Linked DNA regions of Mus musculus: regions 1, 2, 3, 4, 5 and 6 are each linked to region 7. The links are chromatin contacts, called in public HiChIP or PLAC-seq and promoter capture Hi-C maps. All regions are on one chromosome and are shown on one strand. Each heading gives the region's core, a stretch centred on a gene start, on an enhancer-like site or on the middle of the called end of the contact. The rest is flanking DNA. Distances are from core to core; before and after follow the strand shown.

Evidence for each region. Promoter capture Hi-C pulls out the DNA fragments that hold promoters and counts their contacts. HiChIP or PLAC-seq counts read pairs in DNA pulled down with a chosen protein or histone mark.
Region 1: a promoter capture Hi-C map of liver shows a contact between it and region 7, with 3 times the contacts expected there. The contact joins the promoter of Ly6g5b here to the promoter of Marchf2 in region 7. A contact is called at or near these places in 2 of 39 promoter capture datasets (liver and pre-B cells).
Region 2: an HNF4G HiChIP or PLAC-seq map of pancreatic cancer cells shows a contact between it and region 7. The contact joins the promoter of Ddx39b here to the promoter of Marchf2 in region 7. A contact is called at or near these places in 3 of 39 promoter capture datasets (hippocampal neurons and liver) and 1 of 115 datasets of contacts at active chromatin or transcription factors (pancreatic cancer cells).
Region 3: a contact with region 7 is called in an HNF4G HiChIP or PLAC-seq map of pancreatic cancer cells. The contact joins the promoter of Akap8 here to the promoter of Marchf2 in region 7. A contact is called at or near these places in 3 of 39 promoter capture datasets (hippocampal neurons, liver and pre-B cells), 1 of 484 Hi-C or Micro-C datasets (B cells) and 2 of 115 datasets of contacts at active chromatin or transcription factors (astrocytes and pancreatic cancer cells).
Region 4: a promoter capture Hi-C map of hippocampal neurons shows a contact between it and region 7, with 4 times the contacts expected there. The contact joins the promoter of Wiz here to the promoter of Marchf2 in region 7. A contact is called at or near these places in 6 of 39 promoter capture datasets (cranial neural crest, hippocampal neurons, liver and 3 more).
Region 5: a contact with region 7 is called in a promoter capture Hi-C map of hippocampal neurons, with 7 times the contacts expected there. The contact joins the promoter of Akap8l here to the promoter of Marchf2 in region 7. A contact is called at or near these places in 4 of 39 promoter capture datasets (hippocampal neurons, liver and pre-B cells) and 2 of 115 datasets of contacts at active chromatin or transcription factors (astrocytes and large pre-B cells).
Region 6: a contact with region 7 is called in a promoter capture Hi-C map of liver, with 3 times the contacts expected there. The contact joins the promoter of Clic1 here to the promoter of Marchf2 in region 7. A contact is called at or near these places in 3 of 39 promoter capture datasets (cranial neural crest and liver).

What each region holds. Positions count from the first base shown.
Region 1 is chr17:35,114,247-35,118,097 of GRCm38.p6, forward strand. It overlaps Ly6g5b (lymphocyte antigen 6 complex, locus G5B), which reads right to left and starts at 1,263. Exons shown (of 3, transcript NM_148939.3): 1 at 1,097-1,263; 2 at 872-1,000; 3 at 1-566. The coding sequence starts at 1,154. The coding sequence ends at 169. It overlaps Csnk2b (casein kinase 2, beta polypeptide), which reads right to left. Exons shown (of 7, transcript NM_009975.3): 5 at 3,750-3,825; 6 at 3,450-3,639; 7 at 1,949-2,179. The coding sequence ends at 2,089.
Region 2 is chr17:35,240,348-35,243,709 of GRCm38.p6, forward strand. Ddx39b (DEAD box helicase 39b) reads left to right here and starts at 1,399. Exons shown (of 11, transcript NM_019693.3): 1 at 1,399-1,505; 2 at 2,766-3,103. The coding sequence starts at 2,893. It overlaps LOC115488830 (a small nucleolar RNA gene), which reads left to right and starts at 2,331; the gene lies at 2,331-2,407.
Region 3 is chr17:32,319,893-32,323,217 of GRCm38.p6, forward strand. It overlaps Akap8 (A kinase (PRKA) anchor protein 8), which reads right to left and starts at 1,346. Exons shown (of 14, transcript NM_019774.5): 1 at 1,193-1,346. The coding sequence starts at 1,211. It overlaps Akap8l (A kinase (PRKA) anchor protein 8-like), which reads right to left. Exons shown (of 14, transcript NM_017476.2): 13 at 2,004-2,099; 14 at 1,532-1,893. The coding sequence ends at 1,600.
Region 4 is chr17:32,385,660-32,389,257 of GRCm38.p6, forward strand. Wiz (widely-interspaced zinc finger motifs) reads right to left here and starts at 2,158. Exons shown (of 11, transcript NM_001372227.1): 1 at 1,914-2,158. The coding sequence starts at 2,100.
Region 5 is chr17:32,349,031-32,352,388 of GRCm38.p6, forward strand. Akap8l (A kinase (PRKA) anchor protein 8-like) reads right to left here and starts at 1,547. Exons shown (of 14, transcript NM_017476.2): 1 at 1,457-1,547. The coding sequence starts at 1,469.
Region 6 is chr17:35,048,281-35,051,685 of GRCm38.p6, forward strand. It overlaps Clic1 (chloride intracellular channel 1), which reads left to right and starts at 1,963. Exons shown (of 6, transcript NM_033444.2): 1 at 1,963-2,206. The coding sequence starts at 2,168. Gm23421 (a small nuclear RNA gene) reads left to right here and starts at 938; the gene lies at 938-1,041.
Region 7 is chr17:33,716,961-33,720,607 of GRCm38.p6, forward strand. Marchf2 (membrane associated ring-CH-type finger 2) reads right to left here and starts at 1,717. Exons shown (of 5, transcript NM_001252480.1): 1 at 1,586-1,717.

The sequences.
Region 1 (3,851 bases), core at 13-2,512, 1.4 Mb after region 7:
AACCAGCCCCAGATCCAGGGGCCATACAGAATTTGGCCATGTAGAGCAGAAAGCTTAAGAGATCAGAGGGCTCAGAGGATCTGAGTGTTCACAGACCGCAGAGCAGGATGCTGGGCCCCTCAAAGGAAGAGTCTCTCAGACAGAGCAGAATCTAGGAAGGGGAACACATCAGGGTCTATCCCAGGGAAGGACCAGAAGTCCTGAACTGTTGAGGAACAAGTATATTTGGCGAAGGTCGGCAATGGACAAGCCCAGCTCCGGGGGCAGAATGAGAGACTCCAGGCCCTCAGACACCTTATGAGCATGGAAGCCAGGCTGAGGCAGAGAGAGGTTCAGGGCCTGGTAAAACTGTTTTATCTGAGACGCTGACAGGGGCATGCCCAGATGGCTTCCTGGGGACCCACGCAGGGTGCTCTGGTGCTGAGCACTGGACCAGGAGTTGCAGTAATCGTACTGGCAGCAATCAGCCTTATACAAGTAGTCTGATTGGTAGATCACATGCCTTTCTTGACATCGGTAGGAATGATGCTGTCCACAGCCCCGTACGTGGAAGCGAACAGTAGTATCTAGAGGAGAGGGGACAGTTATAACCCTGGTTAATAGCTTCCCACTGTTCCCGAACCTCTATCTTCCTGGCATTCACGCAGACCTGACTTTAGTCCATGAATTCTCAAAGACAAATTAAAAAAACAAAAACAAAAACACAAAGGGGGGGGCAGAAAAAAAATAAATCAATTCATTTGTCTGCATACCCCGCCTCCCCTTCAGAGATGCCACTCTCTTCCTCGTGTGGCCCAAACAACCCTCATGCTAAAGAGACCAAGCTACACTGCTCTACCACCCATCAGTCCTTGCCTAGAACTTGGCTCACTTTTATAGATGGTGATCACCATACACGGCGATGGAAGGCTGATGGTGCACTTTTCTGAGCCAGAAATGCAGCCTAGCGAAGGGTCTTCTAAGAGGCACAGGTGGCAGGTACGGACTCTGGCAACTGGAGCTTGGCACAGAGGATAAAGGAGATGGAGCCAGGAGCTCTTTCAAGCACACCCAGGACCAGCTGTCCCCACTCCTCCCAGACCCTGGTCTTACTTACCCTTCCCCATCGCAAAGCCCACCATGGTCAGCATACCTACAAGCACGCGGGCCCTCATTATGGAATTTGGGGGAGAGGAGCAACTCCCACAAAGTACCCCCAAGCCCCACCTTTCTTGATCTTCAGAGGCAGAATGGGTTTGACAGGCAGTCTGAGCAGAAACTGATGTGGGTGCAGAGGTGCACTCCTGCCTGAGGCAAGATCCTGACCAGAGGAGGAAGTCATCTATTGGCAGGAAGAAGGCCTGTCCTCACCCACATTGTCTGGTTCCTGTGTAGGCCACAGAAGAGCACCAGCTGGCTCTTTATCAGGTGTCTTCATCCTAGACATGCCTTGAAAGGCCTGTACCCCCACTTCAGGGACCTGTCTCTGCCACTACCTGCTGTCCACCCACACAGTAGGCTTGGCCCCCATTATGCTGGGAGAGGTTGGCCAGAGACAAGCCTTCCAACCTTTTCCAGACGGCTCTCAGGTCTCCCAGCAGGGGGCACACAGACACCACTGAGCAACAGTTGGGGCTCTCTGCCTCCTCTCCAGTTTTATTTATTGTAGGGTTACATTCCCTTTAACAGCAAGACTGAGGGGACTTCCCATGAAGTCCCTACAGCAGCCACAGCCACAGCCCCAAGAGAGCAGGTGTTCTCCAACCTCTGAAACCTTTCCCTTCAATCCTGCACTTGCGCTCACCCAACCTAGAGTGCTGCTCTGACACACTATCTGTACATGGTACAGATTCATGAAGCCGCAATCTGGGCTGCTTCCAACCTAGGGAAGATGGGCTAGAGCAAGAGGGTCCCTGGAGTGCAGTAGCCCACCCCTTCCCGACCCCAGCAACACACAGTAGGAGACAGCTCATGGCCTTTTCTTCCTTTATTTCATATTCCCACCACAGTAACAATTCCTTTAATTTAAACTAAAAACCATAGACTTCCTGAAAGGGTGGCAGCAGAGGAATGGTGGTGTCACAGACAGAGGGAGAGGTGGGTGGGCAATCAGCGAATAGTCTTGACTGGGCTCTTGAAGTTGCTGGCGGCTTGGAGCTGCAGCTGGTAAGCCATTGGATGGATCTTGAAACCATAGAGCCTGGGTGAAGGAGGTCAGAGAGGCAGCACGGTAAGCTCTCTGCTAGCTCTGCCAGTGGCGGCCATCCCAGCCTCCTCACATCGACTCCACAGGACCCCAATCTCCTTGCACATGAATACATGAAACATGTCTCTCTCTTTCTCTTATTTGGGGAAGGGCTAGTTTTTCAAGACAGGGCTTCTGTGTCTAACAGGGCCTTGGCCTCAAAATAAAGAGATCTGCTTACCTCTGCCTCCCCTTGTGTAACCATCCCCAGCTTAAAAAAATGTACCATAAACATCCACTAAAATTAAAATTCCAGGCCAGGTAATGGCCTGCCTCATTTATAGTCTTATTTATAGCTTGAGATCAACTTAGCCAACAACGACCCTGTCAAACATTCCCTGTGGGGGCTGGTGAGATGGCTCAGCGGGTAAGAGCACCCGACTGCTCTTCCAAAGGTCGGAAGTTCAAATCCCAGCAACCACATGGTGGCTCACAACCATCCGTAACAAGATCTGACTCCCTCTTCTGGAGTGTCTGAGGACAGCTACAGTGTACTTACATATAATAAATAAATAAATAAATAAATCTTAAAAAAAAAAAAAACATTCCCTGTGCCTCTCACAACACCTGTGCCAAACCAACCAACCAACCAAAAACTCACAGTGAAAGTATAGCTCAGAGAGAGAGGATGGTTCGGCAGGCATGAGGCCAGGGGAAACTTCCAACCCACACAGGAAATTTCAATTTTATTAAGATTTAGTACTGCCGGGCATGGTGGCACATGCCTTTAATCCCAGCACTTGGGAGGCAGAGGCAGGCGGATTTCTGAGTTCGAGGCCAGCCTGATCTACAAAGTGAGTTCCAGGACAGCCAGAGCTACACAGAGAAACCCTGTCTCGGAAAAAAAAAAAAAAAAAAAAAAAAAAAAGAAGATTTAGTACCTGTTCAAAATAGAATCTTTCTCCCCTGGTATACAGTAAAAAAAAAGATACCAGGATGATAAGTCTCACTAAATCACAAAGCTAAGCATCCAAAATGGGAACAGCAACAGTCACTGTTTAAATAGTCAAGTGCCATACATTTAAAACTGTTGCTAGGCAGGTACTGTTGGCATCCCTGCTTCATAGATAAGAAAATGGACTCACAAGCAAGTAACTTCCCCAGCCACTCAGCAGGAAAAAGCCCTGACTTTGGGATAGGCAAGCCTCAAGAAAGGGCTATGCTTGTCCTCAATTCTCTCTAGACCTTGGCTCTTTGATCCTTTGTGACTGTCTTTGCTCCCTACCTGGGTACAAACTGGTTGGCAGGTCGCTTGGGCCGGTACTCTGGATGCACCATGAAGAGCATGTGAGGGAAACCAGTGCCGAAGTATGCGCCGTCCGTGTGGTGGTGTCTGGAGGACTTGGGTGTGTACACGTCCATGCACTTGGGGCAGTAGAGTTTCACCATGGCCTCGCCTGGGATGTCTGAAAGGCCTGGGAGATAGACAGCCAGACTGCAGACCAGGTATCCCTAGCGCTCCCCAACCTCCCAAAGGACTCGGGCACTGAGTACAGGAAGGCAGCTTCTGGCTTTCAACACTCACCGATAGGAAGCATTGGCTGGTTCTCACAGTATACACGAGGACAGTAGCCAAAGTCTCCCTGCTGGTACTTTTCCAACTAAGGTGTGTAAAACAGAAGGGACT
Region 2 (3,362 bases), core at 149-2,648, 1.5 Mb after region 7:
ACCTTGCTGTGGCCCCAGTGGCCCAGGTTTTAAGCATTGTTAAAATCACAGCCAGCTGTTAAGACAATCCCTTCCTGCCCTGGCTACCTTAACGAGGACTGTCAGCATGGCCATTTTGAATCTTCTATAAAGTCTTTGAGGAAACCACACAGCTAATGGCTCAGCCAGGATTGTTTCTGTCCTCTCTCTCCTCCCCCAGTGGAGGGTGGAACTTCCCATAGTCCAGTAGCAGGAAGATGTGTTATCACTGATGCCAAAGGGACAATATTATGATTGGTGCAAACACAAGTCTTCATTTGCACGAGTTTGCTGTTTGCTGTGTTTGGTGCAAACACCCTTTGCTGGCTGTAAAGCAGAAAGTTTGGCTCACTTGGGTCAGCTGGGACAAACCTTACTATGCTACCCTCCACAATGTCACATTAGGTCCAGTAACAGGAAGACAGTGGCTAAGAGCCCGCCAACTAGGTCACTAGGAGAGTTCCTGGAAACGCTTCAAAGCTAAAGGCCCAGGTACCGCACTTTCTGGAGCTACAGTTCGTAATAAGTTACCAGGGCCGAGGAATTCCCACTCCTCTCTGATTTATACAAAACCCGCCGGCCTGCTGCTTAGGGCTGCCAAATGCGGAGGGATCAAAAGCTACCAAGCCCCAGCCCAGAGAGCTTATGCGTTGAGCAGGACACAGCCAGCTGGTTGGCAACACTGATACTTAGTGTTACTTTGTATTAATATTAAGTGTCCTTAATAGGGAAAGCCCGAGCTTGTGTTTATGTAGCAAGGCAACAGGACAACACTTCTGCTATATGTAACATCTCAAAGGGAATACCACATGGGGGGAGGGGGATGTCCAGGCTGAATAATGGAACTGAGATTATTCTGCTGCTCTAGTTAGCAAGAATTATGGAAAGGTGCATAACCTCAAACCCCACCATTTATTTAGCACCTAGACAGAATGTAAGCCTCCATCTTTCGATATAATTTTGGGTAAATCCTGCCTATTCTCTGCACGACTGTAATGGGCGTGGTCACGTGTCCCCCTCCCCTCCAGCAGAGGCCCGAGTTAGCCGCTCTCGGGTCACCTTGACTACGAGGCTAAGGACCCCGTGAGAAACGCTTCTCATTCGATCGCGGAGTCCTCCATGCCCACAGAGAGGTGCCCAGGGAGAAGCCTGGCGTGGCAAACAAAACTAAAGTAGAGCCGACCGTCGGAGGGTGTTGCATAAGCGTAGAAGAACAAAATGGAGAGCTCTGCGGGGGAAGACGTGAGTTTCCTGTCGCGCTCTTGCTACTGGCGACCGGAGGAGGCGTCGTCTGAAGCTTCATTTCAAGTGGGCGTTCTGCAAAGCCAGCCGCGGAGCGCGCGCGGCGAAAGCCTGCTTCCGGCTCCTTGCGCGTGCGCCCTGGCGGCCGGGAAGGCGGGAGGCCGGGGCGAGCCTGGAACCGGAAGTGAAGGCAGCTTCCCGCCTCCGTCCCCGTTGCTGCCGCCATACACGCTCGCAGTGCTTAGGTAAGCTTTGGCCCTGTGCACCATCCACCGCCATCTGCTTCTCCCGCGGCTCGCCCCGCCGCGCGGGTCCCTGATACCCGGTGCCGGGCCGGCGCCGTGGCCGCCGGCGCGCAGGCGGGCGTCCAGTTCTGTTGTCTTCACCCCTTTCTGAGAGCAGATCTTGGCGGGGAGCTGGGAGACAAGGGGGGAACGATCCAAAATGGTGGCCTCGGCCGCCATTGTGTCTCCGCGCTTCCTGGGTGTTCCAGTGGGTCCTCTGCCCACCCGGGGCCGCGGCGGCCGGAGGCGGCGCCAGGAGGAGGGCGGGGCCCCTCGCATCTCCCCTCCGGGCCTTTTCTTGCTCGCCCAGGGATGGGAAGATCTCGCTCCGGGGCCCGTCCAGCCCTTTGACCCCGCTTTCGCTGCCTTATTTGGAGCTCTCTGTGAATGGCTGCCTCTGTGCGTGGCCGATGGTGTCGCGCACTTCTGGGGAAGCTTTTCCGAGAGCACTGCAAGGCGTTCCTTTCTAAGGCCACCCGGCTCACACTCTTAATCCTGCATCGTTCTCAGCTGTGACCTTAATTCCTTAGTGCGACTTTTAAAATTAACTTTGGCAGCGCTGAGCCGAACCTTGCGGCCTCTCGCGTTACTAAGCAAGCACTGCCATTGAACTGCACACACCCATCTTTTTCAAAACAAAAAAATTTTTTTTTTCTTGAAATGGAGCCATTCATACACTTCCCACCCTCCGCCCCGCACCACCCTCCTTCCTGCTTCTGTTCCCCGGTCCAGGTGTGCGCCGCTGGGACGGCCACTCGGGGGTTTCTGAGCAAGAGAATAGCGGCAGCCACATGATGTTTGCATTTGGGAAGTGAGCGCTCTGCGCAGTGCTGACCCTTATCTATCACCCTTGACTGATGGCTGACGTTGGGGATCACCACCGTGAGGTGGCAGGAGAAAGCGCAGTCTCTGTCTTCCCTTGTCCTTTGTGTCTCAACCCTCGTGTGAGTCGTTAGTCACGCTCATTTTACTGCGGTCTCCCAGTTGGCTCCTGCCTGTCGAAGTGTGTGTTACAAAGTCTGGTTAGCGGTGGAGCCCACTCTGTCTCTCCCGTCTGGTGTTCCCGTTTCTTATGTCATGAGTCTCTTTGTTAACTCTTCTTTCGGGACAAAGGTTTCACAGTTTAGGGAAGAATAGGACGGGTGTAGGGATCGACGAGAAGTGACGAGTCCATTCGTGACTGATGAGTTTTTCCGGTTTTTTTGTTGTCCCCTCTCCCAGCTCTTCTGTCGGAAACTGGTGTCTTTCCCCTTGCTGTTCTTCAACCCCTCTCTTTGGCCCTTGCTTCCTCACCTGCTCTGGGACACCTAACTCAAGAGACCTCCCTTCTCCCCCTGCCGGCCCAATTATGGCAGAGAACGATGTGGACAATGAGCTCTTGGACTACGAAGACGACGAGGTGGAGACAGCCGCTGGGGCAGATGGGACCGAGGCTCCCGCCAAGAAAGACGTCAAGGGCTCCTACGTCTCCATCCACAGCTCCGGCTTCCGAGATTTTCTACTCAAGCCAGAGCTGCTCCGGGCCATCGTTGACTGTGGCTTTGAGCATCCATCAGAGGGTACATTTTATTGTTGGGTGTAGAGACCTTATTTAGCACCTCTGGTGCAAGAAAAGGGAGGTTCAAGTCTAGGGTCATAGGATTTGAATTTATTTGGGATAGGCCAAGCTCTGAGAATGTACCCAAGACGGCAGCTGTAGAAGAGGCTTTTGTTCTCCGTTAAACAGAGGGCTGCCATTTGTTCTGTGCCTGGCTTTTTTGCTTGGTTTTTGTCTTTCTGACTGTTCGGACTCCCAGAGAGGGCCTGGTTGGACCTTTA
Region 3 (3,325 bases), core at 96-2,595, 1.4 Mb before region 7:
GCCCGGCTAAAAAAATTCTTAGTTAAAAAAACAAAAAAACCAGGAAGGCTGCAAATACCCTAACTGTATCTGTAAAATTATTGGCTGGTAGAAAGTGGGAGTCACCATGAAGTTCCCTAGACCAAAGAAGTATAGCAGGGTTGTGACAGGTATCTATCTGGTGGAAAGGCTAAGAATGGAAGACATAGATCTAGGATCCCAAAGGCAAAGAGCACTAGGCTGATACCCAAGCACACGTGTTCATCACACCTCAGGCCTCTCTGGCAAGTCCAATTCTAGGGATCTTGTTACTCTGCTGCCTCTCAAGATCCCTTCCTTAGCCGCCAGAAGCCACTAACCACTCCCTGTGCCCACTTCCAACCCCATTCCACATGTTCCAACTATCTCCTGCGGGTAAATCTCCGTACAGAGTCAAGGCCTCCCAGGAGATTAAAAGCAGATAGCTCGAGAACCGACGCCTAATTACGAAAAGTTGCTGACATTTAGGTTAGGAAAGGCAACGTTCCCGCTTCCGCAGACCCCCGTAATGTTACAGTCCAGAATCCCAGCCCCTCAGGCAGCACACCTCCCACGAGCACCTCACGCCGCGTACACTGCAGAGACCCAGCCAGGTTTTCCCAAAAAGCTGCACCGGGTGTAGCCGCAGTGCACAGCTGGGCCGATCGCGCGCTGCCCGTAAGCCTTCAGAAAAGCGAGCCCGGGGACACGAGCTCTCAAGGACGACCTGCGGAGGATGAGCTGAGACTCTCTCCTCGCTACGGCCGCCGCAACCCAGCCGGACCTCAACCCCCTCCACCCCCCGCTTCCTCAGCGTTCGCTTTAGCCCCGCCCCTGGAGCCGCCATTTTGTGGCGTCTTCGGAAGAGAAGGCGGGACTGAGACCGCTCGGGTCCTGGGGTCCCGCAGCGATGAGAGCCACTCGGCTTGCACAGTGAAAGCGGTCCAGAACGCATCCAGAAACCGGCCACAGCGTCGGCCTTCGCGCCTCATCCGCACCCCCCGCCCCGAGTCCTACCGGCCAATCCACGCGCGGCGCTTCGGGAACGATTGCGCAGAGGCCCAATAAGGGAAGCGCGCGCGTCCGGGACAACTCCACACAGAACCGGGCTGCGGCAAGTGCGTTCCGGCTGCAGGCTAAGCCCGAATACCACATGCGCCAGGGTCTCCCGTGGTGAAGAAGAGCCCACACTAACCTCCGTAGCCTTGCTCCATGTCTGCGACGCGACCCGCCAGCAGATCCTTGTCTTAGATTCGCTCAGAACGCATGCGTTCAACGTGCTGTCTGCTACTGGAAGACGAAGAGCGTACGTCTCTTTCTGGGCGCTACCATTGGTTGCTCAAATGGGCCCGCCCCCGCCGATCCGCCCAGCCTTCCGGGTTGCAAATCTACAGCATCTCGGGAGTTGTGCCTCAAGGGTAAGCTAGTGCGCAAGAGCGTCCAGGTCCGCGCACGCGTGAGCGGTTCTAGCGCGTTTACCCGCGCGCAGGCGCACTTCTAGGGGCCCGCCCTCACCACAGCACAAACGAAGACCTCAGATGGGAAAGCACTTTATTAGGCTGGACTTCCAGCCTCGGCCACGGGAGCCCTGCCGGGTAAGGGTTATGGACCCCCACCGCCCTCCTCGTCGTCTTCCATGTCGAGGCCCGGGATCCCGCGGATCTGACACTGCAGCGCTCCGCCCAGCAAGGGTACAGGGCTCTCCTCCTCTTCTGGTGGTGGCGGAGGTGGCGGTGTTGTAGTCCCTGGGGCGGGCTCCAGGGGCACGGGGGGCTGTGCCGGCACGCCCTCTGTGAGCTCTGTCGCTTCGCTTGGTGCCCCTTCATCCAGAGCGCCAGCCTCCACCTCGTCTTGTTCCTTTTCCTCCTCTGGGTTGTCAGTGAAAGGATTCTCGCCCTGTAGAGATGGATAGAGACTTTAATGGGAGGTAGGAATCACTGGGATAGAATGGGGACCAGGCTCACACAAAGGTCAGGACTAGGACAGTGCTTTCGCCTTTGCCTCACCTTCAGATATCGCTCCAGCTTCTTGCTAATGAGCTTGTTGTTGAGAATACTGCGGGCCACCATAAGCGAGGACTTCTTGGACTGCTCCATCATAAGCTATGGGCAGGGCAGACAGGGCTGGTGAGGCTGCTCTAGGAATCCAACAAACCCAGCTGAGGTTCAGATTCACCAATAACTAGTCCTAGTGTCTGTAAGTGACCTTGGGCGTAATTCCAGTCAGTCTGGACAGGCATGCAAGGAACTAGGATTCGATCTGATCACCCACACCTTATTTGCTGTTTGAAACCTGATCTGCTTACATAGAAACTATAGTAAGTACTGGACTTAGTGGCACAGGCCATGTAACTCCAGGACATTAAAGTGGAAGGCCTACCTGGACTACAGAGTTTAACGGTTTACATGGTTTGACTATGTCTCAGAAAATAAAAGACGGCTGGGAGCTAGAGAGATGGCTCAGCGTAAAGGACTTGTTAGTATTTCAAAGACTCAGGTTCATTTTCTGCCACCTACAAGGTGGCTGACAACAATCTCTAATCTAGTTCCCAGGAATATGAAGCCCTCTTCTGGTTACCACAGGCACCAGGCATGTGAATAGTGAGCATATGTGCAGGCAAAACATACAAGAAAATAAAAAATAAAAAAATAAAACGTAAAAAGGGGGAGGGGGCCAGCTGGAGATAATATAATAATTTGATGATAGAGTGCTTTCTTAGTATTCTTAAAGCCTTAGTTAGGTTCAATCCCCATATATATACACACACACCAGATGTAATAAAACTTATTAAAAGTAAAACGTAGGGCTGGGCTTGGTGGCCCATATCGTTAATCCCAGCACTTGGGCGGCTGAGGTAGGAGGGCAGATCTTCCTGAGTTCAAAGCCAGCCTGGTCTCAGAGCAAGTTCCAGGACACAGAAAAACCTTCACTGCCACCCCCCTCCCCTCAATTCCAGTGACAACAAAAAAAGTAAAATGTAAAAACAATAAAGGGTCTGGCAAGATGACTCTGGGTAAAAGCACAGCTTGGCAAATTGAACCCAATTCTAAGGTCACATACAATAAAGGAGAGAACCAACTCCTGCAAGTTGTCCTCTGACTTCTACACACATGCTACCTCCCGCCCTCCCACAGATACACAGACATACACATGCAGTCACCTAGGAGCAAATTGTTTAGAACCAGTAAAGAGGGTATAAAAACAGCCCTAGCAATGCACACCTGTAAGCCCATCACTTAAGAGGAAGAGAGGACTGCTGCAAATTCAAGGCCACTCTGACCTATAGAGTGAATTCCAGGACAGCTTGGACTACATAAGACTGCCAAAA
Region 4 (3,598 bases), core at 908-3,407, 1.3 Mb before region 7:
GAAAAAAAAAAACGCACAGCAGAATAAAACAAAAAAACAGGGAGTGACTGGAGAGATGCCTCAGTGTTTAAGAGAACTTTCTGCTCTTCCAAAGGAAGGGTTCAATTCCCAGCATTCACTTGGCAGTTCCCAACTGTCTGTAGTTCCAGTTGCAATGGATCTGATACCTTCTTCTGGCCCCTGCAGATGTTACATACAGGAGCTGCACAGATATATATGTGCACAAAACAACCATACACATAAAATAATAATAATGAAAAAGAAAAAAAACTTAAAAGGGAAGGCTGGGAAGCTCTGAAGTATCTCGGATTCCAGCTCCAGGTATCTAACAGCCCTGGCCTCTTCAGGCACCGGCAGTCACGTGCACATACCCACATACAGACATTCATTCATACCATAAAAATAATCAAAACTTAAAAAATAAGATGAGGCATGGAAATGTAGCTTAGTGGGAGAGTGCTTGCCTAACATGTAAAATGCACAAAACAAAATGCCAGGAGAAAGAACAAGTGAATGAAAGGGAAGTTAATTTAAAACTAAAGAGGGCCGGGCATGGTAGTTCACGCCTTTAGTCCCAGCACTCGTGAGGCAGAGGCAGGCGGATTTCTGAGTTCGAGGCCAGCCTGGTCTACAAAGTGAGTTCCAGGACAGCCAGGACTACACAGAAACCCTGTCTCAAAAAAAAAAAAAAAAAAAAAAAAAAAAAAAAAAAAAAAAAACCAACCAACCAACCAAACAAACAAACAAAAAAACCAAACAAACCAAAAAACAAAAAACCCAAAAAACTAAAGAGGAGGGCTGGGGCAGAACTCAATGGAACAGCTTTTGCAGAGTATGTGCAAGGGCCTACGTGCAATCCCCAGTTCTATAAAGAACAGAATAAAACAAAGAAGGAAGAGGGGTGTAAGGCCACACTACTGACTTCACCCCTCAGGGTTTTGAATTTCCCATTCCTAACATGAGATACTAAATAACGGAGGCTCTTCCGACAAAGGTTCTAAGTATGATGTGAATTGAGAAGACAAAGAACTTGGCATGTAGGAACCACAGAAGAGGTGCTCGGAATTTATTAGAAGGCCAAGTTTTGGGGGACCAGCCACACCAGATTCCTGTTAAGTCCTTAAACATACCAGGCTCCTCCCCTCTGCAGGGCCTTTGCCCATGCTGTCCCGCCACCTGCTGGGCACGTCCCACCACTCATTCTGTGCTGTGCCTCAAACACCACTGTGTCAGGTGGCTTTTCCTGGAGCGCCCAGCCATGGTCCTGGCACTCAGTTTAATATCTGCATAGCCTGCATAACCTGCCCTTATGACATCTGCTCAGTCGTTCCTTGTCCACCTTCCCTTCTGGAATGCCAACCCCTGGAGGACAGGGACTTTTGTCTCTTTATGATTATTTCCCCAGCACCCAGAACAGAAAGTGGCACAGCAGGTGCTCAGTGTTTAATAAACGAACAACAAATTGTGAGGTGGGGACAGTGTGAGCTAGCCTTGTATGGGGTAAATCAAGATGGAAAGAGGCAACTCGAATCTCCCCAGACTTTACCTTACCACTAGAGGGCACTCGCTCAGGAGCTCCACTCCATCAAGACTGCAAGAAGGAACAAGTGGGCTTTGGGCAAAGAGCTCAGGGTACTGACATGGGATTTGGATACAGCTGGTGTCCAGCTTAGAGAGGAAAGCCAGGACACTACAAGTATGAATCCCAGTTTCTTACATCCAGTCATGGGCTCCCAAGACATCTGTTTTCATAAGGGCAAACTGAAAAGCGGTACGTGGAGCACTAAAGGAGGCTATGTGCATCGAACAGAATTCCAATTGCAACTCAGCCCCTGCTGGGTGGGGTGACCTGACTCTCTCTGGGCCTGGGGGACCAAGTGGGAAGCTTCTTTAGGGCCACAGAGCCCTCTTACCAGAAATGCCACTTCTGCCATCCAGAATGTCTCGAGGGCCTTCTTTGGTGATTGGCAGGTAATGAGAAGATGGAAAGATATCACCTTCCCCCTCAGCAGCCTCAGCCCCACTCTCGATGTCCTCTCTTGGAGCGGGGCCTCGAGGATGATCCGGGGCAGCCAGGCCACCTGCCAGTAACCCCTCCATGGGTGCCAGCCGTGAATCTTCACTCAGTACCTGGCAGGTTCAGCAGGACATTGTGGGCCTGGAGACAAAGACAAGGAAGACCTTAAGAGAGTAAGAAGAGAATTCTGTTTGTTCTCCCCTCTCTCAGAACCCTAGTCCTCTCCTTCAAAGCCTATGGCCTCAGTTTGTCTCTTAGTTGAAGTGAGGGGTTAAGTGGTGTTGAGGTTCCATTCACTCCTATTATAATCCAATCACCTCTACTGGGAGCGAGTCTCAGTACACTAAAGCGTTCTCTTTCCCCAGCTTCTTCACAGCCTCCATTCACCACAGTTACACACGCACATTCAGTCACCTCAGCCCTCCCTCATCACTCCTTCCACCTCCACCTATTCCTCCCATGGCTCACTCACAGCTTCACCGTGTCCAGCTGCTTTCCTGTGACTGCATAACCTACAGCCATGCCTCCAGTTTCCAGGGTCCCCGCTCTCTCCCCAGTGCAGGGTCTCGAGGGCCCCCATCTTTGCCCTTATACTTTACTCACTTCTGTTGCCCCGTATCAATTACCCCTACACTTTTCCAACATTCACATCCTTCTCCCTACCCAGGAATGTAGGGTTATTAACCCCTTAGCCTCTCCACACGCTCAAGTGACCCCACCATTAACCCTTTCCCTTCTCTTAGCATGATCTCTCATGCATACCAAGCCTGGGCTCCTCCACCCTGCCACCTTCCAATAGTATTGCTTGCATCCTCCACCGATATTGGTTGTTCTGGCCCGAGGATGAAAAGGACCGATGGGGCTCCTGTTTCAGAAATAAGGACCCTGGGGGGGAGGAGGGCGATTGTCCTCTCCACCTATAAATACCTTCAAGGTAGAGCAGAAAGTGAAGGGCAGGAATGAGGCGCTCTCCCCAGGGAGATGGTGGTGAGGCCCGGCCCAGGCAACCGGGGCGGGGCCGGGGCTCCAGGCCTGGTAGCAGGCGTTGCCCTCGAGGGCCTGGGCGCTCCCGGGGGGCCCTACACAGGGTGGGTTGACAGTCTTGGCTGGAGGGGTCCCTGCCCAGGCCTGGAGAAAGCACCTGCGGGTGCCCACTCGGGTAGGCACTGCTGGCGGGGATCGGGCAGGACCGCAACTTCGGAGCACTTTGGCAGCTTGGGGAGGGGGCTCCAGTCCAGATGGTCGTTCCCTACCCCACCTCCCGCAGGGGTCGCAGAGGTAGGGGCGGCGCTGCGCGGACGCACCCTGCGGGGAAGCCAGGGTCCCCAGGATGCGCCCTTCGCCCGTGCACCTCGGGGCGGGAGACCCCGCGGGACGAGCTGAGGTGGGGGGGGAGACACCTGCCTCGAGACCCCCGATCCTCCCCCCACCTGTACAGCCCCGCCCCCTGCAGGCCCCGCCCCTGCAGGCCCCGCCCCTCCCCCGCCCCAGGGGGTCCCGCCCGGCCCGACCGGGCCCAGGCCTCCCCTCCCTGCTCCAGCTCCGCCCCGTCCGCGAGCTTCCCGGGCTGGGTCGAGCCTC
Region 5 (3,358 bases), core at 297-2,796, 1.4 Mb before region 7:
TACATGTAGATGCAGACAGATACATGTAAATAAAGTAAAGTATGTTGTGGTGGAAGCCATACTATGCGCTTCAGGCTGCAGAGTTGCAGCCCTACCCTTTATCCACTAGATGTCAGTAGCACTGCATACCAGTCCCCCACCTCCACCCCCCCCCTGCCCATACACACATTATATAGATAAGACAAAACAGGACTCCAGATATTGCCAAATGTACCCCTGGGAGGTGTGAGGCAGGCAAAATCACCCTGGTTGAGAACCACTGGCCTAGAGGATGGTTGTTAAAAATCCCAAGGTTCTTGGCAAGCATTTGACCCAGGGGCTTAGGAGGACTGGCATAAAGCTCAGGTTCCATTGAAAGCCTTAAACATTCCAAACAGAATGTGGGTTATCCAGCAACCACTTAAGTTCAAGCCTGAAATACCTCCAGTAAAGTGGGAGGCACTGTCTGTGGCACTGACTGATAAGTTTCATTGGCAAACCCAGGGAGCCTTGGCAACTAACTCACTCAAGAATGATTCTACAGTCACTCAAGCATATTCCACACCCCTCACCATGCTCCTCACCCACCTTCCTCTTTGCTCAAATATCACTGATCTAAGTAGGTAGGCGGTTCCAGCCCAGTATGTTTTACAGCGACAGCTATCTTTACTCTTTCCTATTTTGCTTACATCTCTTCTTAAACGTCACCCTTCCCAGAGGCTTCAAAGCTCTCCGTGTAATGGCTGAATCTCTTCAGGATACCCAAGACCCAAAATAATATATTTATTGTATTTTGTCTGTCCTCGCCTATAAGATGCTTAAGAAATTCTTGTCAGCATTCAGTGTCTATTCAGCACCTGATTCGGTAAGTTGAGTGGAAAGTAGTCATTCGTCACCAGGGTTCAAGCTTGCTCTCTAAAGCTCCCTGCAACGGTTCAGAGCCTTCATATAGATTTACAGATTCTCACCGCCCCCTGGGGGAGTGAGGTAGGGGAGGTTGGCTCTCCCCCCCTCCCGCTTTATACCAGATGAAGTGGGGGGAGTGCCATGAGTAAGGGTCTGCGACGTTTTGCACAGAAACTGCTCAAGGGAGGCAATGGCGACAGCAGCCGCCCCAACGGACTGATCTCAGAAGCTCAGGCCTGAGAAGCGACGTCTTAGACGTGGGTGTCCGTGGGGCACTAGCCAGGGAATGACGAACGGAGGTGCGGGAAGCCTGAACCTAACGTTGAGGCCCAAGACCTACGGTCACAGAAGACACAAGCAAATCCTTGAGTAGCCAGGAGAGTCCAAGATGCCCGGCTGAGGTCAGTGAGAGCCGAAGCTTGAGGGATGCGACCCCGAAGGGAAGAGCCTAAGACGCCATTTTGTGACCACAGAGGGCAATGACCACGACACTACAAGAGGAGATCCTAGCATGACTCAGCCCGTCCTGACGCCCCGGCCCAGAGCGCTGCCTTCACCCTGTTGGGCCTACCTGTGTAGCTCATGGCCGCAGAGAACACCCGAGCCGTGGACACAGACCGCTACTCTGCGCGTCTGACGCCACAACAATCCCTGGGGTCCTTCCACACACGCTCCAGCCCCGCCTCCTTATCTCATTGGCTTCTGCAAACCTCGGACTTCACGCCTATTGGTTTCGCTACCTGTCTATTTTTACACCTCTTCGTGACAGTGGTTGGAGATACTGCCAACCCCCGACGACCCCGCCTTACTCTCCGCCTCCTGTTAACAAAAACCTGCGCCAATAGGCCAAGGGGAGAAGATGGAAAGGTTCGAAGGGGCGGAGCTGCATGCAACCTAGAGGTCCGAGCCCACGCGTGTGCTCGCCTGGTGTGTGCGAGCGAGACACTTGCCAGCGTGAGCAGAGACGACCGTCTTGCGCCCCGCCACTGAAATGAAGTCAAGAATGGTAAAGCCATGTTGAAAGGAGAAAATTAGTATCTAACTGCTAAACAAGGTCCTGACAAACGTTATGTGAGATAACGTTAAAACAAACGAAGAAGGCCATGTGTAGTAGCTGACTTCTGTAACCCCAGAATACCGGAGCCTGAGACAGAATGACTCGAGTTTGAGGTCAGATTATACTATATGAATTCTAAGCCACTCTGGGTTCCAGTGAGTCCCCGTTTCAAGGAGGGGTAAAGAATTAGGGCCAGTTTCACAAAGTAAATAGTAAATATTATTTTCTTATTAATCGTTACATAACAATTAATAGTGTTTGTAAGGATATAGCTTGGTGGAAAAACATTTTATCCTAGCATGTACAGAAGGCCTTATGTGAGCTCTCCAACTGCAAAATAAAGATGCTTTTGAAAATTTTATGTGTATTAGTGTTTTGCTTGCGCGTGTCTGTGTGAGGGTGTCAGATCACCTGAACTGGAGTTTCAGACAGCCCTGAGCTGCCATGAAGGTACTGGGAATTGAACCTGGGTCCTCTGGGAAAACAGCTAGTGCTCTTAACTGCTGAGCCATCTCTCCTGCCTCTCAAAAACCACTTTAAAAATAACTGTTTATGTGTATGCTATTTGTTATACAAGTAGTATATCTCAATGTATCATATATTATTGCAAATGCTTGACATAAGAACCTATGTTCAATGCTCAGCTCCACAAAACGAAAAATGTAACCCAGTACCAGCCTTGTTCTAAGCACTATGCCTGGCTCCTCCTGGCTGTGTGGAAAGTCACCATGGGAGGTATCCTTGGAAGAACCCTAAAAATAAAACAATGGATAAACTACAGCAAGCTCTGCTTCTATGATTCATGTACCTTCTTATGGTTTTGAGAAATGTTAAAGTAGGTGTTCTATTGGTATTAAGGAATGTTTATCAATTCTTTTTAGGCTTATGTATTTGTTTTGCTTGAATATATGTCTATGCAACTACATGCACCCCCAGTGCCTGAGGTGGTCAGAAGAGGGTACTGGATACCCTGGAGTTACTGTGAGCTGCCATGTGGGTGCTGGGAACCAAATCCAAGTTCTCTGTAAGAGCAGTGTGTGTTCTTTGCCATTGAGCCACCTCTCAGTTCTTGTTAGCAGTTTCTTTAGGGGTAATAACAATGGCATTCTTTAAAAGGCCTAGATCCTTCAAAGAAACATACTGAAATAGTTGATATGATAGCCAAAACTGTTCTTCACAATTTAGTTGGGGCAGGGGAGGTAGAGAAGTATAGATTAGGCTGTTGCTGTGATTAAAAGGGCTTGTTTTTACCATTTGTCCAGATACAATGTCCTGACGATAATTTCTCCCCACTTTTGCAAAAGAAAGCCAGTTGCAGTGGACCATGTGCATGTGACCCGGGAACATGCGACATAAGTCCGCTTTATGTGTACTGCCTCTTTGGAGTGCCATACTTTCTGGAATCCTAGATAAAGT
Region 6 (3,405 bases), core at 713-3,212, 1.3 Mb after region 7:
CAGAGGGAAAAAAGGAGGTGTCTGGGAAATAAGGCTTCATGGAAGCCATCTCTCTTATCAGTGGGAAGAGGCTCTGGTGCAGATCTCAAGGGTCAGCATAGAGGGAACATTCTTAGGACTCAGCTGGGGCTCACGCATGAGTCAGTCTACAACTGTCTGCAACGCTGTAGTTCAAAAGCCCAAACACCAAGTATATTCTGCCTTCCTGGGGAGGAGAGAGATAAGCCAGCCCCCCCCCCCGCCCCCCGCGCCCCAGGGAGGAGAAAGCTCTCAGAAGAGGAAGCACAAGAGGAAACCACTAACTAACTGCTGTTCCAGCAAACATGCATCAATTCACCTCAGCCCTCCCTGCCTCTTTCAGTTTCCAGCCCAGTCTTTCCTCTCTGTCTTTCCAAGTCCAGAATATTTTCTTCAAATATGTCTGTATATGTGTGTGTGTGTGTGTGTTAGACTGAGAAGAAAAGAAAGCTAGTCGATAGTAGAGAAATTTAGAGTGTGGAGGTTAGATATTGGCAGACATATTTTAGGTTTTTTTGTTTTTTGTTTTGTTTTTGTTTTTTGTTTTTTCGAGACAGGGTTTCTCTGTATAGCCCTGGCTGTCCTGGAACTTACTTTGTAGACCAGGCTGGCCTCGAACTCAGAAATCTGCCTGCCTCTGCCTCCTGAGTGCTGGGATTAAAGGTGTGCACCACTATGCCTGGTTTTGTTTTTGTTTTTAAAAAAGGTAGAAGTAGTAGGCAGGGCAGTGGTGGCGCATGCCTGTAATCCCAGCACCTGGGAGGCAGAGGTAGTCGGATTTCTGAATTTGAGGCCAGCCTGGTCTACAGAGTGAGTTCCAGGACAGCCTCAACCACACAGAGAAACCCTGTCACTAAAAACCAAAATACACAAACACACACACACACACACACACACACACACACACACACGAGTAGTAGAGCTCTCTTCAGTAGCACTCACACTAAAATTGGAAAGATACAGAGATTAGCATGGCCCCTGCGGAAGGATGTCACGCAAATTTGTAAGGCATTCCATATTTTTATTTGCCTGTGCTTTATCTAAAATCATTTGTATAGGTGGGTAATTAAAAGATACTGAAGTGAAAAAAAATAGGTAGTAAAGTTCTATCTTTATACTAAAGTTAGACCCTCCAGAATCAGGCCTCCCAGGGAAAGTGACACCCCCCCCCCCGTCTTATTTACTTAGATGTCCCCCAAGACTCTGCTCACACTGACCTGTCTGACCTTTCCTTTTTTTCTTCCCGTGATAGAACCAGTCGCTACCCCACCCACCCCAGGATGAGCCCAGTGCTATCCTAGAACCAGGATAAGTCTCCAAGGCAACATTCACCATTGAGAGGAGGGTAAGGGGCCCGGGTTGGGGAAAGTCTAAGCTTGGCCAGGCTTCCAGAGGACCGCCCCCTGCCGTGAAGCCTGGGCTCAGCTTCCTGTTTCCCCTGCATCAGGCCTCCTGGCCTCTGGCGGCCTGTGTCTTGGAGTGCCCTTTGCCAATCTGTAGTCCTCAGCTCACTATCTCCTTCCCGATCCCCCTCCACACACGCAGAGCACAGTCCCAGCAAACCAGAAGACTGACTGGATAACTGAAAACAAAACAAAACAAAACAAAACGCAGAACCCTTGCATCCTCAAACTCCCTTTCTGCACCTCCGTGGTCACTTCGCTAGTGTCAAGCTTCCCTGTTTGATAGTGGCCACCCTTCTCATTAACGAAGCGAGGAAACTGAGGCACGAAAATGCTGCTGTGTTTAGGAGAGGTCAGGGAATCGAGGAAGCCCCCGGACTTCCCTTCTAACACCTTATCCCTGGGATCCCGAGACCTCTGACTTCAGTCCCGGACCCACTCCCACGATCCCCGTGTCCCCTCCCCTCATGTCCCCTCCCCAGGTCCAGGGCGGGGCCGGCCGGTGAGTCAGCTGCTCCCTGAGCTAAACAGGAGGGACCGAGGTGGAGCAGCTGGGTGTGGGGTGCACTGGGCCTGTGGGGAAGCCGTGTTGGAGCGAACTAAAGGGTCTGATCGGACTTGGGTTGCGCCGAAGGGACAGCCCTGAGTCTGGAGGAGAGAATCCCGGACCGTGAGACCCGCCTTCCCTTGCCCCGGCCCCTCCCAGTTCCCCCAGCGACGGCTGCTTCCTGGTCCCCGACGCAACCATGGCTGAAGAACAACCTCAGGTCGAACTGTTCGTGAAGGTAAGAACACTTTCTCTTTCTTTGGCCACTCTCAGGATTTCTGCAAGTCAGTCCTCCCCTCTCCTGGGCTCCAGCTCAAACTCCCCAACCCCTTCCTAGTTGACCCCACTCCCAGCCCCGGTGCTGTTTTGCTGGGGGCAGGGTGGGCGGGCAGACACGACTTGTGAGACGGTAATGGGAGTGCTAGACTCGCCCTGGGAAGTTTATAGAAGAGGTTTCCAGCAGCCTAAAGGGGAGAAAGGTAAAGTTTCAGGAATGAGAGAGTGAATGGGGTTCGGTGCGGGATCCAGGGGGATCCAGACAAGAGAAGGACCGAGAAAGGGACAGTGGTGGGGTTCGAGAAGGTCAGGAGAGTTGGCTACGACGTGTGGCCCTATGAAAGAAAGAGAAAAATGAAAGATGGGGCAGAGAGAACGTGGGGAGAGAGCGAGAAAGAGGGAGGGAGAGAGGGAGAAAAAGAGGAGAGGAGAGGAGAGGAGAGGAGAGGAGAGGAGAGGAGAGGAGAGGAGAGGAGAGGAGAGGAGAGGAGAGGAGAGGAGAGGAGAGGAGAGGAGAGAGAGAGAGAGAGAGAGAGAGAGAGAGAGAGAGAGAGAGAATGAATAAGAATCTGGTAGGGTTGAAGGATGAGTGTGTCGCATGGTGGAAGGAAAGAGCCTTCACGAAGAAGCAGCACAATCAGTGGCTGAGATGACTATCCCCCAGCTGAGGCAGGAAGGAGATTAAAGTTTAGCAGTAGTTACTTATGAAGAGAGGAGAGGAGAGCTCCAAAGGGGACAGGAGACTCCTTGGGTTAGATGTAAATGCCGGGCTGATACCGGGCTGGAAGAAAAAGCCCCCTCCCCCTGAGCCCTCCCCCTTTACACTATCCTCTCTGTGGGTGTGGTCAAGGCAAGCTGGTGCTAGGCTTTTGGCTTTTGGGTTCGGAAACCGCTGGCTGCCGCGCTCCTCCTCTGCCCAGGCCTGTCCCCTCCGGCACCACCCTTCCCCATACCCCCGTGCACGTCCCTTCCTCTCCGGGCAGGTCCTCTCCCAGTGAGCACATTCGCACTCGTTTTTTGCTTCTCGGCCTCTCTTGGCATTCCTTTCGTTCTTCCCGTCTGTGTGTCGGTGTTCTGTTTTTCTCTATCTTTTTTTTCTGGGTTTTCTCTGGCTGCCTTTCCCAGTTTCTTGGCCCAGGGAAGTGAACTGGAGCCTGGGTC
Region 7 (3,647 bases), core at 467-2,966:
TGCCCTTGCAGAGACCCAGGTTTGGTTCCCAGTACCCATGTGGTAGCTCACAACTGCCTGTGACTCCAGTTCTGGGGAATCCAGCACTTTCTTCTGACCTCTGAGGGCTCTTACATAATACACATAAATTCACAGAGGCACACATACATTTAAAAAAAAAATGGTATGGTGGCACACAAGCTTAGTCCCAGCACCTGGAAGGCAGAGGCAATCCAATCTCTAAGTCAGCCTGTTCTCCGTAAGGAGTTCCAGGACAGCCAAGGCTACAGAGTAAGACCTCAAAAATAAAAGAACTAAACAATACCAAAGTTACACTAAATAACCCAGCGGAACCTTGAAGTCTTCCTGCCTCAGCCTCCAGAGCACCTGACCTAACAGGCCTGTACCACCATGCTCCATGCCCTAGGCACTTTATTCTGCCTCTGTCACTGATACTGTATGTCTTGATTCAAGTTAATTTGCTTTTCTGGGCCTCATCCATCTCTTTCTTACTTTAGGGTGTGTGTGTGTGTGTGTGTGTGTGTGTGTTGTTTTTCTTGGCAGTACTGAGATAAAACAAGGGCCTAGTGCATGCTAGGCAAGTACTGAGCTAGACCCCCAGTCCAGAAACTAAGTTCTAATCCCAGAAGCTCTACTTCCTATTTGCTGTATGGCCTTGGGCAACAGCTTTAACTTCCCTGAACTTCAATTTACTCATTTAGATGAAAGGAATTACTTTTAATACTTCTACCTAGTATGTTTCCCACTAACCACATTAATTCTGACTACAGAGTTTTTTTAAAAGTGTTTTCCCCAGGCATGGTGGCGCACACCTTTAATCCTGGCACTCGGGAGGCAGAGGCAGGCGGATTTCTGAGTTCGAGGCTAGCCTGGTCTACAAAGTGAGTTCCAGGACAGCCAGGGCTATACAGAGAAACCCTGTCTCGAAAAACAAAACAAAACAAAAAAAGTGTTTTCAATTATATTTATTTTGCTTGTATTTTTGCATATGTATGTGGTGTATATTCATGCAAGGGTGTGTCTATGGAGTCCAAATGACAACTTTCTGTTGTCAGTTTTTCTTTCACCATATGAGACCTCAAGACTGAACTCAGACAACAAGCACCTTGACCAGCTGAGCTATCTTGGCAGTCCCTGACTACTGTTTGAAAAACAACATTTTCAGTACAGTGCACTGAGTAGCTTTTTGTGAAGCGCCCCAACTCTTTATAATGTTAATAATCACCCAAACAGAACCGTTATGAAGAGGGTTTCAGAGTGACATTAGTCACTTATTGACCTCCTACTGTATGCCAGGCGCTTTTCTCATCAGCCATTTCCTAAATCATGTTGGCTCCGAGATGACCCACTTTTCCTAGATGGGGAAACCGAGGCTCACAGAGGTTTCTCCTGCGTGGCGAGGCTCGGAGACCTCTCACCAACCTTGAAATGATAATTGAGGTGCCTGCGTCCTGAGCAGGGCTAAGTAAGGCCAAGGGTAGCGCCCTATCTGTCCCGCTCGAGTACTCAGCCGGAGGCTCGAACCCGGAACCTGGGAAACCTGCCTACATACTCGGGTCAGGCCCATTCGCTGTTCCGTGCCTACCTGTTCCGCGGCCGGGCCGGGCGACCGCGCAGGCCCCTCGGTTCTCCCTGGCCCGGGTCCCGGCCCGGCCCGGCCCGTCAGCAGCGGCTTGCTCCGGCTCCGGCGAGCACCTGCGTCCGGGCACCGCCCGCCGAGCAGACAGCACGGCGAACCAATGAAGACTGCCTCTGAGTATCATCTGCCAATCAGCATACACGCCCCGCCCAAGAAGGTGGGGCCTTCAAAATACGGGACGTCCTGGGCGGTCCAGGCCCCGCGGCGCCGCAGCTTCTGACTCCGCCCCTGCTGCGTTCTGGCTCCACCCCCAAAATGGACCCCGCCTCATCCCAGCTCCTCCCCCATCCCAATCTCTGGCTGTAGACTTGCTGCCAGAGCCTGGAGCAGAACAAAGGCGAGCTTAAGTAAACAACTTCACACTTGCCAAATAACTTCTTTCCGCCTTCTTCTCCGCTCCCCCCGGCCCCCGTTTGTTTGTTTGTTTGTTTGTTTGTTTGTTTGTTTGTTGTGTTTTTTAAAGACAGTTTTAATGTAGATCAGGCTAACCTCGTACTCACTCTGTAGCCAAGGATAACCTCTCTGATCCTCTGGCCTCCACCTTCCCAGTTCTATCGGGAGCTAGAATGGAATGAAGTTTTTCTTCCGTGCTAGGCACAAACAGTGTGAACTGAGCTACATTTTTATCACACTTACCAATCCTAGGGTGGCTATGATCACATTTTGCAGAAGGAAATCCGCCCAAAGGGGTTAGAGTTCTGTGGAGGAAACTAAAGCCATCATCATTTACTCATCAATTATTCAAGCAAGACATACATTCAAAAAATGGAGCAACAGATGGTAGAAAGAGCTGTTGAGATAGATCAGCGGGCAAGAGCTCTTGCATGGCAAACATGAGGATCTGAGTTAAAATCCCCAGCATCCACATAAAAGAGCTGAATAGGGCCTCGAACTCCTGTAACCTCAGTGCTGTAGATGGTGTAAACAGGAAGATGGCTGGGGTTTGCTGTCTGCCAATCTAGCACTGGTTTCAGTGAGAGAACACTTAGCAGTACTTGCCTAGCATACACAAAGCCCTGGGCTTGGTCATACATGCCTATAATCCCAGCACCCAGGAAGTTCAAGGTCACCCTCAACTACACAGAAAGCAAGGCCAACCATATGAAGGAAAACCAAAAAGATCAAAATTCTGTAGGAAGCATTATTATGGTCCAGGCATGTGCAAGACCCTGGGGACACATTAACTAATATAAATATTGTGAGACAAACATTAGCGGTTTTTAATCATTGTGTTTGCTTATTTGTTAGAGACAGGTCTTACTGTGTAGCCCAGGTCCTGCCTCACCCTCACAAGCGTAAGATTATAGGCATATGCCACCACAGCCCCACGTTATTAGTATGAATTATTATTCTTACAATGCCTGTGATGGAGCCAGCAGCCTGATACATTAGGTAGGTGCTCCACCACTGAGCCACACCTTAAGCTTCATGGTGGTGGTGGTGGTTATGGTGATGCTGATTTGGTTTGGTTTGGGTTGGGTTTTTGATAGAGGGTTTCCTAAAGCCCAGTGTGGCTTTGAAGTGGATATACAGACAAGGATGACCTGGAAATCCCGCTTCCAAGTTCTAAGTGTGGGCATGCCTGGCATGAGTCACCACGCCCGGCTTTAGTAACATTTTTTTTAATTTGCCCACAGAATATGAACATATAAGAAACAATGTAGAATCACTTTTGTTCAGTTCCAACAGCAACAGTAAAAAGAAGTTTAAAAAGTTAGATGTGCTGGCACAGGCCTTGAAGACCAGCCGTCAGAGACAGAAACAGGCAAATCTCTATGAATTGTAGATTCTGTGAGGTAGGCCAGCCTACTTGACACAGCCATAGTGAGACCTCCTGTCAGCAGAAAAAGAAAAAAAAAAAGCATAAAACTCAGAAATTATAAATCAGGAGTATTTCGCTCACCCATGCCTCGTAACTATCATAACAAAAATTACTATTGAAGACACTGAGACTTGACAAAAATGTTTATTCAAGGACATTTGCTGAACAATTTTTGCACTTTCTCAG